Regions from separate parts of the Oryzias latipes genome. Here region 2 is linked to region 1. A link is a contact called in public Hi-C data. All regions are on one chromosome and are shown on one strand. Each heading gives the region's core, a stretch centred on a gene start, on an enhancer-like site or on the middle of the called end of the contact. The rest is flanking DNA. Distances are from core to core; before and after follow the strand shown. Region 1 overlaps LOC101169180 (nucleolar protein 4-like). Region 2 overlaps LOC101169180 (nucleolar protein 4-like).

Region 1 (6,871 bases), core at 598-3,097:
CACCTACGCAGACTCACACAGCCTTCTCGCTTTAGGAAAAGATCAAAGCTTTCAGGAGCCGCTCCTCTCAAACCTCGATGCAGCTGACAGAGAGGAGGATGAGGAGGATGAGGAGTGCAGCAGAGTGTGGAAGAGGAGACTGAGCGTCTGGAGACTGACAGGTGTCCGAATGGTCATCACAGATTAGGAACTGACACGGGAACTCTCTCAACCACTTCTTTAAAGAAGAAAAGACACTTTATTTTGAATTTTTCGTTCTTTTCTGACTTCTGGCCACGACCAAGAGAAGTAGGCGGGCCTTTGGAAAGATGGCACTTAGTACGGACTTTGATTTAAAGGAAGCGAAAGACGTTTGATTTAGCAAAAGGAGAGAAACCATTTTGTGCTTGCCTGTACATAAGCTCTTTGTGTCTTTCAGCACCTTCCCCTCACCTGAAGGCTCACCTGGAACCTCCTGATCCTCACTCCTTTCACCCAAAGAGCAACTCGCTACTTATGCATCCAAAACGCCATGGTGACCGCCAGGAATTACCTCAAATCCGACCTGCCAACCCCGTCTGTGCTCGTCCCAGCATTCCCTCCAAAAGCCAGTTTACCTTTGTGTGATGTCATCGCGGCCTGCAGACCTGGTGGGGGGTCCGGCTGGGACGCTGATGTGGAGACTGTCAGCTGCTCTGTTTGTGCGGTTTGTGCTGCTGTAAATATCCAGTCCATCTTGAAAACTTGAAGAATCAGAGCAGAAGGTGGTGCGAGTGTTTGGGGGAGAAAATGTGTGCGAGTGTGTGTGAGTGTGTGTGTGTGTGTGTGTGGGAATGGAGGGCTGTTTTTCAAGTGTCTGGGAGTTTTTCTTCCCATCTCTTCTTTTTACAAAGGTGGGTGTTGGTCCAGCAGGACCTTGGCGTCTGGGTTTGGGTTGGACCTTCTCCCCTCAGATCTTTTGTGTGGACCTAATCTCCGTCCCTCGTCTTTCTGTGTTTGTTGGTTAAATTTGAACGGCCATTATTTATATTGTTCCTGTACTTATAGCTATGATGAATCTAATGAACTTTCATGTTGCTGCTACTATTGAAAAAGCGGACCTTCTGCCATAGACCGGAAACCTCAACAAAGCTGGTTGTTTCTTGCAGCACGCTGTATTACCAGACTACAGTGGCCCCCCCGGCTCCCCCAGTGTGGGCTAAGTGAGCGCGCTCTGTGGCCTCTGCAGCAGCTCGAGTCTCTGTCTTGCTCCATGGAGCTCTGTTTCTGTTCTCAGTGCATCTCAGCATCGCCTTTGTCCTTTTTTTGGAATTTTTCCGATGCTTTCATCTTTGGGATAGTCCATGGAGGGGGGGGTGCACTCTTGGTGTAACGCTCCGCTCCATCTTGTCAGGACCAGAAGGCTCCAGTGTTTGGTTTCTAAAGTTTTCCTCCAAGGACTCAGACTTTCTTTAGACTTGAGTGTTTTGCGTTTTTTTCACTTATTTTTAGTTCTTTAGCATCCTGTTAGCAGGACTTTGAGTTCATTTTCTTTCCACAACAAGTCTTTCATCTGGGCTTCTTCAGTAAAATCCGGATGAATGTTTTTGGAGTTTGTGTGGCGTAAATGCATCGTTCTCTGATGTTTCTCTTGTTGATCCTGACCACAGGCGTCGACTCAAAGGAAAGTCTGAGCCCTTGGAGCGTGAGCGTCAGACATGAAGGGCGTCTTCTGCTGCAGCTCCACAGTGACGTCCTTCCGTGTGAATCTTATCTCGCAGACGCGTTCAGCTCTGCTGCTGTCTCTCTGAGTCGCTTCTTTATGCTGAGTCAGCGGCCTGCGTCTGTGAGCTGACCTGGACTCTCGCGCCTCTGTGTGTTTTAGAAGAGCTGAGCGGGTTTTGGCAGAGAGTCTACATCGACCGGCCAGTGGACTCTGTTTGCTGCACACGCGACACTGGGGAGGCCCCACATGCCTTTTGCTGTCCGTCCCTCATGGAGCGGCTGCAGACTCCTGCCGGCTCTTACCCGTTTGATCTGTCAAAGTTTCGGTTCTTGTTTGTTCGGCTGCAGATGAATCCCTTTCCTCCGAGCTCATGAACTGTGCTGTAGCGTGAACCAACCCCCACCAACCACGCAAGCAGAGCTTTGGGTCTTTACAGCTTTTGAAGCCATAGAAACCTGTCAGGAGCTGAATGAAACCTTGGGACCGTTTCCACTTCTGGAGCCGACACAGTTGAGCTCCAGCAGCCGCAGAGCTGCACACCACAAAGAGACACGGCAGAGCAACCCAACAGGGCAAACAACAGCAAAAGACAATCTGTAGTGGGGTGAAAGGTCAGATGCAGCACGCGTCTGTCATAATCACAGCTCCTCTACCTGCATTAGCAACTCCTTCACTAGCCTGACTAACTGCCCACACACTTCTGCTCATTTGCATCAACTTCCTTTTGATGGGGACTACAATAATTTGATTTTGAACTTCATGAGCCAACGGTGTCATCACTGGAGTCCACGTGTTCACATTCCTGACCGCCCATCTTCCAGCAGCTGTTCTTGGACCTGACTCTGACAGCGGAACAGTGAGATCAGAGGTGGGGTTTCTTCACAGGCTCAGAGGTCAGGGTGACAAACAAACGGTGTGAAGAAACTCTCAGGAAACCTCTTTTCCAGATGAGCCAGTAGAGGTCTGAGGAGGAAAATGGTTTCAAAAACCTGCAGGACTGTGAAGTTCTGCAGAATCTGCAGTCTTGGACTTCAGAGCAAGAAAAGTGTCTATAAATGGTGAATTGTTCCTTCAATCCCACCTTTTCTTGTGACCTCAGGTGAGAAGCTCCTTCTTATTGATAATCCTGACCTTTTTTCCTGTCTTAAGCTGTGTGGATCAGCTTGGTGCCGGTCAGGTTCTTCTTCTTTTGGTCTGCCGAGCTGAGGTTCTGTCAGTTTGGCCGGTTTATTTACAGTTCTGAGAGTGAGACTTGACTGGACTTGGTTCTGGAGTTCTGTGCTTTCATCAGGATCCGACTCGCTGGAAATGTGATGTTTACATGTACAGATTTTTGCATTTCCACTGGTTTCTTTTCCGCTCCACCCGTGTTCTCGCGTCACCTGCCTCCTCCTGGGGATCTGAAGGGCCCGGAACTGCGCTCCCCCATGTGGTTTCCGCGCTAACACCTGTCTGTGCAGGTGGGGGTTTCTTTGACTGCACTGCCTCAGCTGCAGTTGAGGTTTTTATACAACCGGCTGGCAGCCATCAATCAGTTTGCTGCAGCGAAGATGTTTCCTCAGCAAAGGGACTGTCGCCCAGCTGAGGTTGGGGTCAGTAGGGCATTCCTGTCCCCAGACAGTCTGTAGGGGGGAGGGCAGCGGGTCTATGTGACCCAGTGGGAGCTAACCCGGGATTTCGGAACCACTGCACAGCCCGGTAAATGACAGTGGGGCGCAGGCCCTCCACCAGTGGAGAGGAGTCCTCAGTGAATGATAAGCCATTGCGGAGCCTGCAGGCTCTCCGTCTGTTAGTATATTTAGCAAACATTAAAGCGCAGATGACAAATGTTTAGCTCAGGAAAAAGGGACGCCACTTTTGTAAAATCAGATCCAAGTAAAGTTCCCCGTTCCCCCTCTTTGAAACCGCGTTCTTTGTTTTTCTATTTATTGATTCATTCAGATCTTTACTGTGAATATTTTTTTATCGTCTAGTTCTGTGCGTCCTCCTTTAGGAAAACGTTAATATATGCCAGAAGACTGAGGAAAAAGCTTTGTTTTTTTTGTTTTGTTAGTTGAGCGTTTGTGTTTGCTTCGTCCAGCCGTGACTCCGCTCTGTGACAAGAAACTCAAAGACGCAGCGGCGCAGCTTAGTTTTGTATGATCTCACCGCAGAAGCCATCGTGTGTCTGGGCTTAACAGTGAAACAGAAATTGTGAATATTTATGTTTGTTCTCATTTTTTGTCCCCCCCCCCCCCCCCCCAGCTGTACATCACAAAGCTAAATATACTAATAAAACTGTGTGCTATCTATCAACCCGGCCTCTCCCCATTATTCAGCAGGTACAGATTTTATAGGTTTGCCCACTTTAAAAGAAAATTGACGGTTGGTTCAGTTGAACGGCAAGAGATAAAATCTTTTTTAAAAAAAACAAGAAATCCACAATAAATAATTTGTATTCATGTATTTGATCCCCTAGTAACCATTCAGAGTTCTGCTTCACACAGATAGACGGGTAGACTCTCCTAATCAACCTGCTGTTTGAACTAATCACCTGGAGAAAAGACACCTGTCCACAGGATCAGTCCATCAGAGTCCAGACTGTCCAGCATGGGAAAGACTAAAGAGGTGTGAGCGGATTTCAGGGAGAAGATTGTTAACCTGAACTAGAGCAGAATGGACTACAGAACCATCAGCAAGAAGCTGGAGGGTTGAGGTGACAACTGCTGATGCAACATGACCAACAATCCATGTTTTAGGTCGGGGGCTCCAAACCAGATCTGACCTGGTGGAGTTTCCATTAGGCCAGACAACCAAGGGATGGCGCAAGAATCCTATCGTGATCGTGGAGCAGTCCAGCCAGACTCCGGACCTCAATCCTATAGAAAACCTGGGCAGAAGGCTGACGCTCAGAGTCTGAATGATTTAGAAACCATTTGAAGAGTGGACCAGAATTCCTCCTTATATGTGCAGAAACCTGATCGTGAGATACAAGAAACATCTGACCTCTGTGATGTTAAGAGTTTAGTCTGAATGCCAAGAGGGTTCAAATATCTACAATATCTAAAGTAAGAAAGTGTCGTTTTGTGCCAAAACCACTGTCATCCTTTGACTTAGTTCATATGAAAACAGGAAGAGATGTGCCAGTATTAATGCAGGGCAGTGTGGGAAGAAACAGGCATTTCATCTCTTGCTGATTTTGTAGGTTTGCCCACTTAACAAGAAACTGTCTGAGTGTCATCCTGAAGGTGTGTTTGATTGAAAAGTGAAAGGTAAAATCAAGAATTTTTAGACATTTATTTGTATTTTGATAAGGGAAATACAGTCAGGACCAGAAATATTTGGACAGATAAACATTCTTTCTAATTTAGTTTATGTACATTACCACAGTGAATTTGAAATAAAACCACTCAGATGCCATTGAAGTGCAGACTTTCAGCTTTTATTCCATGGGTTGAACAAAAAGGTTGCATAAAAATGTGAAAAACTAGATCATTTTTTAAACACAATCCTTTTCACTTTTCAATTGAACACACCTTCAGGATGACACCCAGACAGTTTCTTTTTAGGTGGGCAAACCTACAAAATCAGCAAAAGATGAAATGCCTGTTTCTTCCCACACTGCACTGCATTAATTCTGGCACATCTCTTCCTGGTTTCATATGAACTAAGTCAAAGGATGACAGTGGTTTTGGCACAAAATGACACTTTTTTACTTTTCTAAAGTTTGCCCGAAGGGAAAAACTTTACTACCTAAAATGTGAAAAAATTTGACGTCCAGGTTTGCTTGTGTGGAATTTTCCACACGTGTCCTCTGATTCTCAGGATTCTAAAACGAGGAAAAACTAAACGTCTTTCTGCTGAAACTAAAAAATACTAACAATAATGTTTCTTTTTCCTCCCCAAGAGAGATTTCTTTACAAGTTTAGGCCTGAATGTCCATGACTCATTTGCAAAGAATTTCTGATACCTATTTAACGAAAATGTCAGCCTTAAGATTAAGAAAATGTATCAACACTTTTTTTTAACTTGTCCTGTCCAACAGCTGGGCAAACAGGTGAGAGCTGAAGGCCTCTTGTGTTGGACATATTTTACTTTAACAACAGGGGTTCTGAATTTTCTGACAAACCAGAGGTATGTCTGAATAAACACCTTTTGTAATCGAGGCCAAACTTTATTCATTTTAATAGTATTTGAAAATCTTTTGTGTTGGACCGGACGGAAAAGGAAAAGAAGAGAGAGGGACGTTTGAGAGGGGGGATAGGAGGGTGATTATAAGGGGGGAGGGGTTAAGCCATGAGGCAGCATAAAGCAACAAGTTTACTGGTTGTTTATCATTTGGGCGAGGTTCAGATATAGTACAAATCTATATCCCTGGCTTGTCCACATACACTCAAATGTTATAAACACACCTGTTAGTTGCAAAAATGTCCACATGTCAACATGTACACAATACAGATAGTGTTCACACACGCACACTTATGCCTTCAAACCAACTAGTGGGAAATATTTCATTCAATCACAAAAAATATTAGTGCAATAGTGAGCTAACACCTGTGCTTAAGTGAGTGTTTATGTTCTTATAAAATAGATGATGGAATGTGAAAAGGAGGGAGAACGCCCAGCCATCCCCACACCAAGACCCCCGCCGTAGCAGCCGTGGCAGCCATAAGCCCCCAACGCCACATGGCAGCAGGCAGAGAACAACAGCCCCCGGGTGATCACATCCGCCACCCTGGCCAGGGCCAGCAGGACCGCCACGGGGTCCCCAGAGCCAGAGAGCAGGGAGGCACGGGGGGACAGAGAGCGCAGCCCCAGCCCAACCAGGAGAGCAGCCCCCCGCTGTGCCGGGAGGGCCCAACACCGGGCCCCACCCGAGAAGAGTGCCCACAGCCCCAGACGAGCACCTCATCACCACCCAGGAGTTCTGGGCATCCCCCCACCCCACCCCAGGTACCCCACCCCTGGTAGGCCAGGACCCCCCAAGGGAGACCCGCTCCGCACTCCAGGCAGCCACCCACCTGGCCCACGGCTGGTCCAGGGAGGAGCAAGGAAGGGGCTAGCCGTCCCCGCCAAGGAGGGGAGCACCAAGGAGAAAAAGGGGGCCCACAAGGGGTGTTGTAAACTTGGCCCGACCAAGCTCACCCACAGTTAGAAATTTGGCGAGGCCCAGCACTCAGGGGCCAGGTCTTCATTTAACAAACTTTC
Region 2 (6,875 bases), core at 4,319-6,818, 70 kb before region 1:
ATTTAACACTGGCTCCATTAGCACTCATCCCGAGCATCAGCTCATCTGTCCATCCTTTTATCTTTTCCTCCATCCGCCCCTCATCCCAATTCAATAAAAGGAGGAAATTAGCTGAGATGCTTCCTGGCAGGGGATGGAGGGCTGGTAGGGGTGGGGGAGAACATGCACTGTAGATGTGGTAGAAATGGGCGAGTACAGAGAAGAGAGGGAACAATAGAGGGAGGAGGAGGAGGATATAGACTTGGCAGGGCGGGGCTCTGGGAGGCTGAGGGAGCCAGAGAGACAGAAAATGAAGATGGACTGAGAGGCCTGAAAAGAGGATGTGAGAATGTGTCCATCTGAAAATGAAAATCAGGTGATGATGAGTGTAAGGTTGGTGTTTGTTTGCACTCATTTTCATGTGTGTGGGGAGGGTGTTTTAGGTGGGAAGTGACATGGTTCATTTTATTTGATGGTCTTCCTCCTCTCTACCCTTCAGTTACCTCCAGGGGAAGCATGTTTCATTAGATTTTGAGGAAGGGGGTTTGTCCGTGCACCAGAACAATAGGCTGTGTGTGCTGGAGGTGTTGCTGTGCAGCAGAGGGGGAAGTGTGACTCAAAAAAGACACAGAAACATTACAGTTATGGCTGTCCTGATGTTCAAAGTGTAAAAACCCGTTTGCATTTATGAAAATTTGCTTATAAAGAAATGAAAGTACGTCAATTGGAAGCATTCTAGAGATTTATCATAAATCCTTAGGATTCTCACACACATCATCTTTTCATTGCTGACTCTTTCAGAAGTCTTTCAGAGCCTGATGAATGAGTGGATAAGAAGCAAAGGACACAACAGAATTAATGCCTTAATAACCAGATTTTACCCCCCAGAGGGAGGGTTGGGGGGATAACGCAGAAAAAACCATAAGGACGTCAGGTTAAAACCAGATGTGACATTGGTATTTTTGTAATTCTGCATGTCTCACACTCTAATCTGGGTGTTGACATTCTGACTTAATGGGATCTTGGTGTTTGAATCTCAGGGTTTTCAGCTGCTGAATAGTTTGTTTATAAGGTATCTTGATTCTTGATCAGTGTTGAGTCAAATGTTCTCTAGGTCACCGACCGGTTTAATGTCAAACAGTATTTTCACGGACTGGCCTGTATGAAGTTAAAATTACAGTCCAGTTTTTTTTCTTTGCTTCTGGTTTGGATTGTACGGAGCCCGTGTCCTGACATTAAAAAACTAAAATATATCTCGTTCCCACAGATTAATATCTCGTTCCCACAAGATAATATTCCGTTCCCTCGAAATAATTAAGTCGTGCGAACGAAATAATTATTCACGTCATATGCCATTCATAAACATGGATATGCTCTCCGTCCGGCCGCAAAAGCCCCAACAGCAGCTTTCAGCGGTTACTTCCATGTCTCTGTGACCCACAGTCGTTCAAGAAAGGAAAAAGAAAAACAAGAATGATCAATTTATTAGTCTCAATGAATATCAGAAAAATATCACAAGATTTATGATACCTAGGCTTACCTAGGCGTCTCAATGAGCTTCATACCAGTTATCGTATTGTATTAAAAGACTTGCTAAACTAAACTAAACGGACTAAGCTAAACTGCGCTTAAGGAAAAGCTCCAAAAAATAAATAAATAACAGATTCTGGGGAAAAAAAAGAAGAAACCTCCACATGAAAGAGGGATCCTCCCCCAGGACTGACAGGCGATGTACCAGAACTCAGAAAAAAAATTAGCTTATCTAACTCTACAACTGGGGTGGGGCTGGGGGTGCGAGACGAGCCAGAGGAAGGATCCACAGCCAAGTACAGGAGCATGGAATCTGGATAAGCAGAAAAACAACTTAATTACGGAATCCTTCTGAGGGACAATCGCATTGTACCAACCAGAGGCATAGAGAGCTAAATGATAAATAAATGATCGAGAATAGAGGAGAGGAGAAATAGATGAAAATAGTGGACAGAACTCCAGTGCACCATACTTTCCCCAGCTTCTAATTTCTAGCAGCCTATTAGCAAATAATTGTTATGGAAATGCAGCCTTTCCTGACATGGAACACTGCAGCAGTGAAGTGCTTTGCGGGTTTATGCAGTCCTTTGCGTTGATAATGTGTTGTATATTGGTGCAAGCCGGTATGAAAAACCACTTTTCTCTGCGACAGAATCAGCAGATTCCTGTTGATTGTATAAATGGTTAAATAGTTACAGTATGTCAGAGACATCTCCATCTTAGTGGGTTAAAAACAGCATACACACAAGCCTTTGACCTGTTGTTATTGTAACACTTTAACATTGTTAGCCTTACCAGGTTTGAACTGGAAGATTGTCACCCCTGTTTGGTTGCATGAGGCTGGAAATCTTTCCATTCAAATATCAAATTACACATAAGGGCGGAAACGATCTGACCTTGGGGTGAAATAAAAATGAGGTGAAATAAAGAGGAGATTCAGTTATTGTTTTTTATTGTAAATAACATGCGTTTGATTGCATCTACTGAAGTTACATCTGCAAATCATGACAACCATGAGTCTCAGAACGAATAGACCAGCAGTCTTGTGTTTTCTGCAGCAGGGACAAAAACATTACAATTTCACCAAACTATCTCTGAAGAGGCATTACGTTACAAAAGCTGTTAGTTACATCGATCTCTGAGTATAGTCTTTGATGACTGAATTCTGATTCTGGCAATGTTTTTTGTTGAGTAGATTCAGAGAAGACCTCTGACATTTGGAGCAAATGAAAATATGATTTTAAACGATCCTTACTCCTGTATTTGCTGTGTCAGCGGTAGCTGCTCTGCGCAGAAGCCTTATGTTTCTGCTCCTTCATGCTGTCAAAGCTAAATGGTCCCATGTTAATAAGCATAGAGCCTTTTGCGATGGAAGACTGTAAATGAAGAAAGAGGAAATTTGCCAAAATGTGTCACTGTGCTCAGTCACTGTGCTCACAGATGGTTCAGTGGATTCAGAAACGATCAGTTCTGTCTTCACGTGAGATAACACACAGATTCACTAAGCTACAGGCTCCGCTGTGTGTGATAGTCTAGGTCTGGAGTGTGGGTCTGGTGCTCCAGTAGTTTCAAAAAAAGAGGTTTCCTGTTAAACATAACAGCGTACCTTCTTCTCTCCTCACGATGTCTCTTTGTTTTTAAATCATGATGTGAGCTCATCAAGTTGGCTCACATCATGCTCACGCTAACACCAGTGACCTCTTACAAACCGTTTTTGGGGTCACGCACCGGTTTAAGGCCTTTTTTTTTTTTTTTTTTTGAGGGTAAAGTTTATCTTCGTGGCTGCACGGTGGCGCAGTGGTTAGCGCTCTTACCTCACAGCAAGAAGGCCCCCGGTTCAAGTCCCGGCTGGGGGACATGAAAAACACAACATCAATGGGGGACCTTTCTGTGTGGAGTTTGCATGTTCTCCCCGTGCATGCGTGGGTTTTCTCCGGGATCTCCGACTTCCTCCCACCGTCCCAAAAACATGCTTCATAGGTTAATTAGCAACTCTAAATTGACCATAGGTGTAACTGTGAGAGTGAATGGGTGTGTGTTTGTGGACATTCTACCCTGCGACAGACTGGCGACCTGTCCAGGCTGTCCCCTGCCTTCGCCCACAAGTGGCCGGGATAGGCTCTGGCAAGGGAAAAACGGTCAAAAAAAAAAAAGAAATGTTTATCTTCTTAAAAAGCCTTCATTAAAATATCTGCAGCTGGTTTAAACTTTATTTGTACGCTAGATCTCCAGTAGGAACCATTAAGATGTCTTATAGCTTTTCTCTTAACCCATAACTGTCAAAGTGGAAGCTGAAAAACATCAGAAGCCAATCTCAGCATCTTCCGACCATCAATCTTATCTGCCAACAGAAACCTTCTAAAAAAACCTTTTAGTTTGCAGTCGCTTTAAGACAGTAGTAGGTGTATTTCTGACTTCACTTGCCTCTAGAATGAGTCGGATGTGGCATAGATAATCCAGTAATTTTCTTAAATAAAACCTCCATTGGAAGCAGATTAGAAGTAAAACGTAGGTTGTAGGTTGTGTTTTTTTTTCCTCTGGAGGCCTAACAGTCTTCAACTGCTTTGGGGTTGGAGATCATGCATTAAAGTTCTACTCAATCATCTTTTGATCTTTTGTCACAGTGTTCCCAGTGCTCTTTTAATAATGATCATGTCATTTTTAGCCCACATACGAAAAATCTGTGTTGTTCTTTAGGACATCCTTTCTGCAGAGCGGCAAAGTTGATTAGAAATTCCGCTCTGAGTTGTAGGCAGGACTGTTGGTGCAGCAGTTTGCCCCTGCTTAATTCCCATAATCCATTTGTTTACATGCTCTCTGCCTAGTTTACAGCCCCTCACAACCCCAACCTGACATTAGCCGTGCAACAAAAATGGCAGCAACATCAGATCTATTCAGACGTACAGTTCTGATCCAGATTCCAGCTCAGAGGAAAACAAAGACGTTCATGGATCTTTTTGTCTGCAGGTGGATGATCAGAATGGAGCAGAGCAGGGAGCTTGTAACCTGCTGATTGTAGTTTGTTGTGTAACAACTACAAGCTATCTCAAACTGCATTTTTCTGTACACTGCATTTTCATTTTCGGCATTCTGCTCCTGATTTACAAGGATTAAATAAATACTTAGAAATACAATTTTATTCTGAATTTGCTTTATAAATGTCCTTTAACAGAAAAATACCTCAAGAACTGGTCAAAAACACTCAAAACACAATTTTTATTGGATTGGGGCTTTAAAAAAACTATTATCATTACTTTAAAGATTCAGAGCACATAAAATACCTGCATCCAGGTACAGGTCTGACGCTGAAAAGCCACGACAAGCTTTCAAAAACATGGATGACGTGTTCATTCTGATTCCAGTCATAAAATTGGTTTAAGCTGATTAAAAACCAACACAGAAACAGCCAAATGTTTGCAGCGGAGGTCACACAGACTTCCTGTGAAGAACACCGCATGTGTTGGCTATGAAGTTTTTGCTGTCACAAATAAAGTGCTTGTTAATCCCGTCTTAGTTTAAAGCGGTGTGGGTGGGTGTTTTCACCAGGGGCATGACCTTTAGCGCCCCTCATCCTCTGACCATCTGCCCTACTCCTGGGTCGAGCACTGTCTAATGATAAAGAAACAGCCAGAATCAGGAGAGGAGGGGTAATTCCCCTGTGCTCTGCCAGTCAGCCTCATCCGTGCATCTTTGGAGGATCCTCTCTGCATTTCATTCTTTTTTTCCTATGGAGCTGGCATCAAACCTGCACTGAAAATGACTCTCAGTGAACATTACACCAGAACAAAGAGCCATGTGCTCTTTAATCCACTCATGTGACATGAACCACCAGAACAGTAGGGTTAGTGCAGGATTGTGAGTCTGAACTGCACCTTTTTGCAGACTGTATCCACAGATGAGATGAGGAGGAAGACTGCAGGCTGTAGGCTTTGGCAGCAGTCAGAGAGCAGCTTTTCAGTGAAATCAGCCTTTCGTCATGTTGCCTGACGCCTCTCGCCCTCTGCCTATAGATGGCAGGTTTGTTTCGTATAGTACTGCTCACACGCACACACATTGAGACACTAAAGCTTCTGGAATATGTGTGTTGGTTGTGTGTCTGTCTTTGGGGAGGGAGAGTAAAGGTCAGTGTGTTACTGGAATGACACCTGAGGTGTTTTCGGGTGCCTGTGACGCTTCCACAGAAAACCCGACATCACCACTGAACTGAGGAAAAGGAGGTAAATTTGGGGAGGGGATATTTTTCAGCACAAATCCCTAAAAGGGTTTTCTGTCCCCTTCCTGAAACCCATTTCTCCCCATTCTGTCTGTGCTCTGGTGTCTCTGATGAGCTCAGAGGGTCCAGCAGGCAGAAGCTGCTCACGGACCCGCGTCCTCCTCAGACTCGCCTCGTGGATCTCATTGTTTTCCGTGGATTTGTCCAGCCTGGACCCACAGTGATGAGCCCTGCTCCCTCTCTCCCTGTCCGCCTCGCTCGCGGCCTGTGATGTCAGCAGTCGTGGCCCCGCCCACCGGCTGGCTCGGAGTCTTGAGGTCCCGCTGCGTGATCTCACTCCTGCCTTCATGCAGCAGCGGGGTCTGCCCTTCAGAATAAAGAAACCGGGGAAACCGGGGCGGACGAGTGAATAGCGCGGGGGACGGTGGAGCGCGAGGCGGCGGACGTTCATGGTTGTGATCAGGCGCGACTGAAGGTAAGGAGGCGTCCGTCCGCGTGCGTCCATCCTTCCTGCATCAGTGTTTTCCACCTTGCTCTCCTCAGCGGGGAGGAGGAGGAGGAGGAGGAGGGGATGGGGCGCGCACGGGAACTTTGGCTCGTGGCTGTCGACTCTCTTGTTGGATCACATCGAATTGTGTTGCTGCACTTGCGCACGCGCACCGTCCGGGCGCGCGTGGCTCCAGCGGTGCCGCGTCCTGCGGGTCTCTACTGCTCGTTATGGGTGGCAGAAGGCCAGTGTGGTCGCGTGCGCGCATGTCACAGCTTAATTGACGGGCGCACGCGCGGCGTGCGTGCTGATGGGTGGCTGCTGCGGAATGTGCGCACGCAGCCCCGCAGATTGGAGCTCCGGCCTCCAGCAGGATGACCTGCGGCGTTGAAGCTGGCCGCTCCCGCAGCCGCGTGGAGCAGGGCTGCGCGCTGCGCTCTGCGCGCTGGACCCGCGCTGCTGTTTGGATGCAGACGCGGTGCGGAGACATTTTAAAAAACGTTTTCTGGCACATTCAGCCAGGTTCCTCCTCTGGCTCATGTGGATACGGTCTGGCTAAAGTGTCTCTAGTCAAACAGGATGTGTTGACATGTGTTCCAGCTTTAGACAATCAATGTTACACAAACTGGTTTTGACCAGAGGTACCGCAGCAACCTGCAGGCATAG

The links. Hi-C and Micro-C count contacts between places; a contact is called where the count stands out from the background.
Region 2: a contact with region 1 is called in a Hi-C map of embryo, with 1.8 times the contacts expected there. The contact joins two enhancer-like sites. A contact is called at or near these places in 3 of 5 Hi-C or Micro-C datasets (all in embryo).

Annotation. Positions count from the first base shown.
Region 1 is chr7:29,723,142-29,730,012 of ASM223467v1, reverse strand. LOC101169180 (nucleolar protein 4-like) reads left to right here. Exons shown (of 11, transcript XM_023957018.1): 11 at 1-3,979. Among protein-coding and RNA genes, the nearest start is that of LOC101169425, 7.7 kb to the right of the region's middle. Within about 2 kb of position 1,847, at least 4 of the 8 cell types and tissues checked have an H3K27ac peak or open chromatin away from gene starts, as enhancers often do. A contact at or near this core is called in embryo, where this site is marked.
Region 2 is chr7:29,797,289-29,804,163 of ASM223467v1, reverse strand. All of the region lies in intron 4 of LOC101169180 (nucleolar protein 4-like), which reads left to right. Among protein-coding and RNA genes, the nearest start is that of LOC111947680, 26 kb to the left of the region's middle. Within about 2 kb of position 5,568, at least 5 of the 8 cell types and tissues checked have an H3K27ac peak or open chromatin away from gene starts, as enhancers often do. A contact at or near this core is called in embryo, where this site is marked.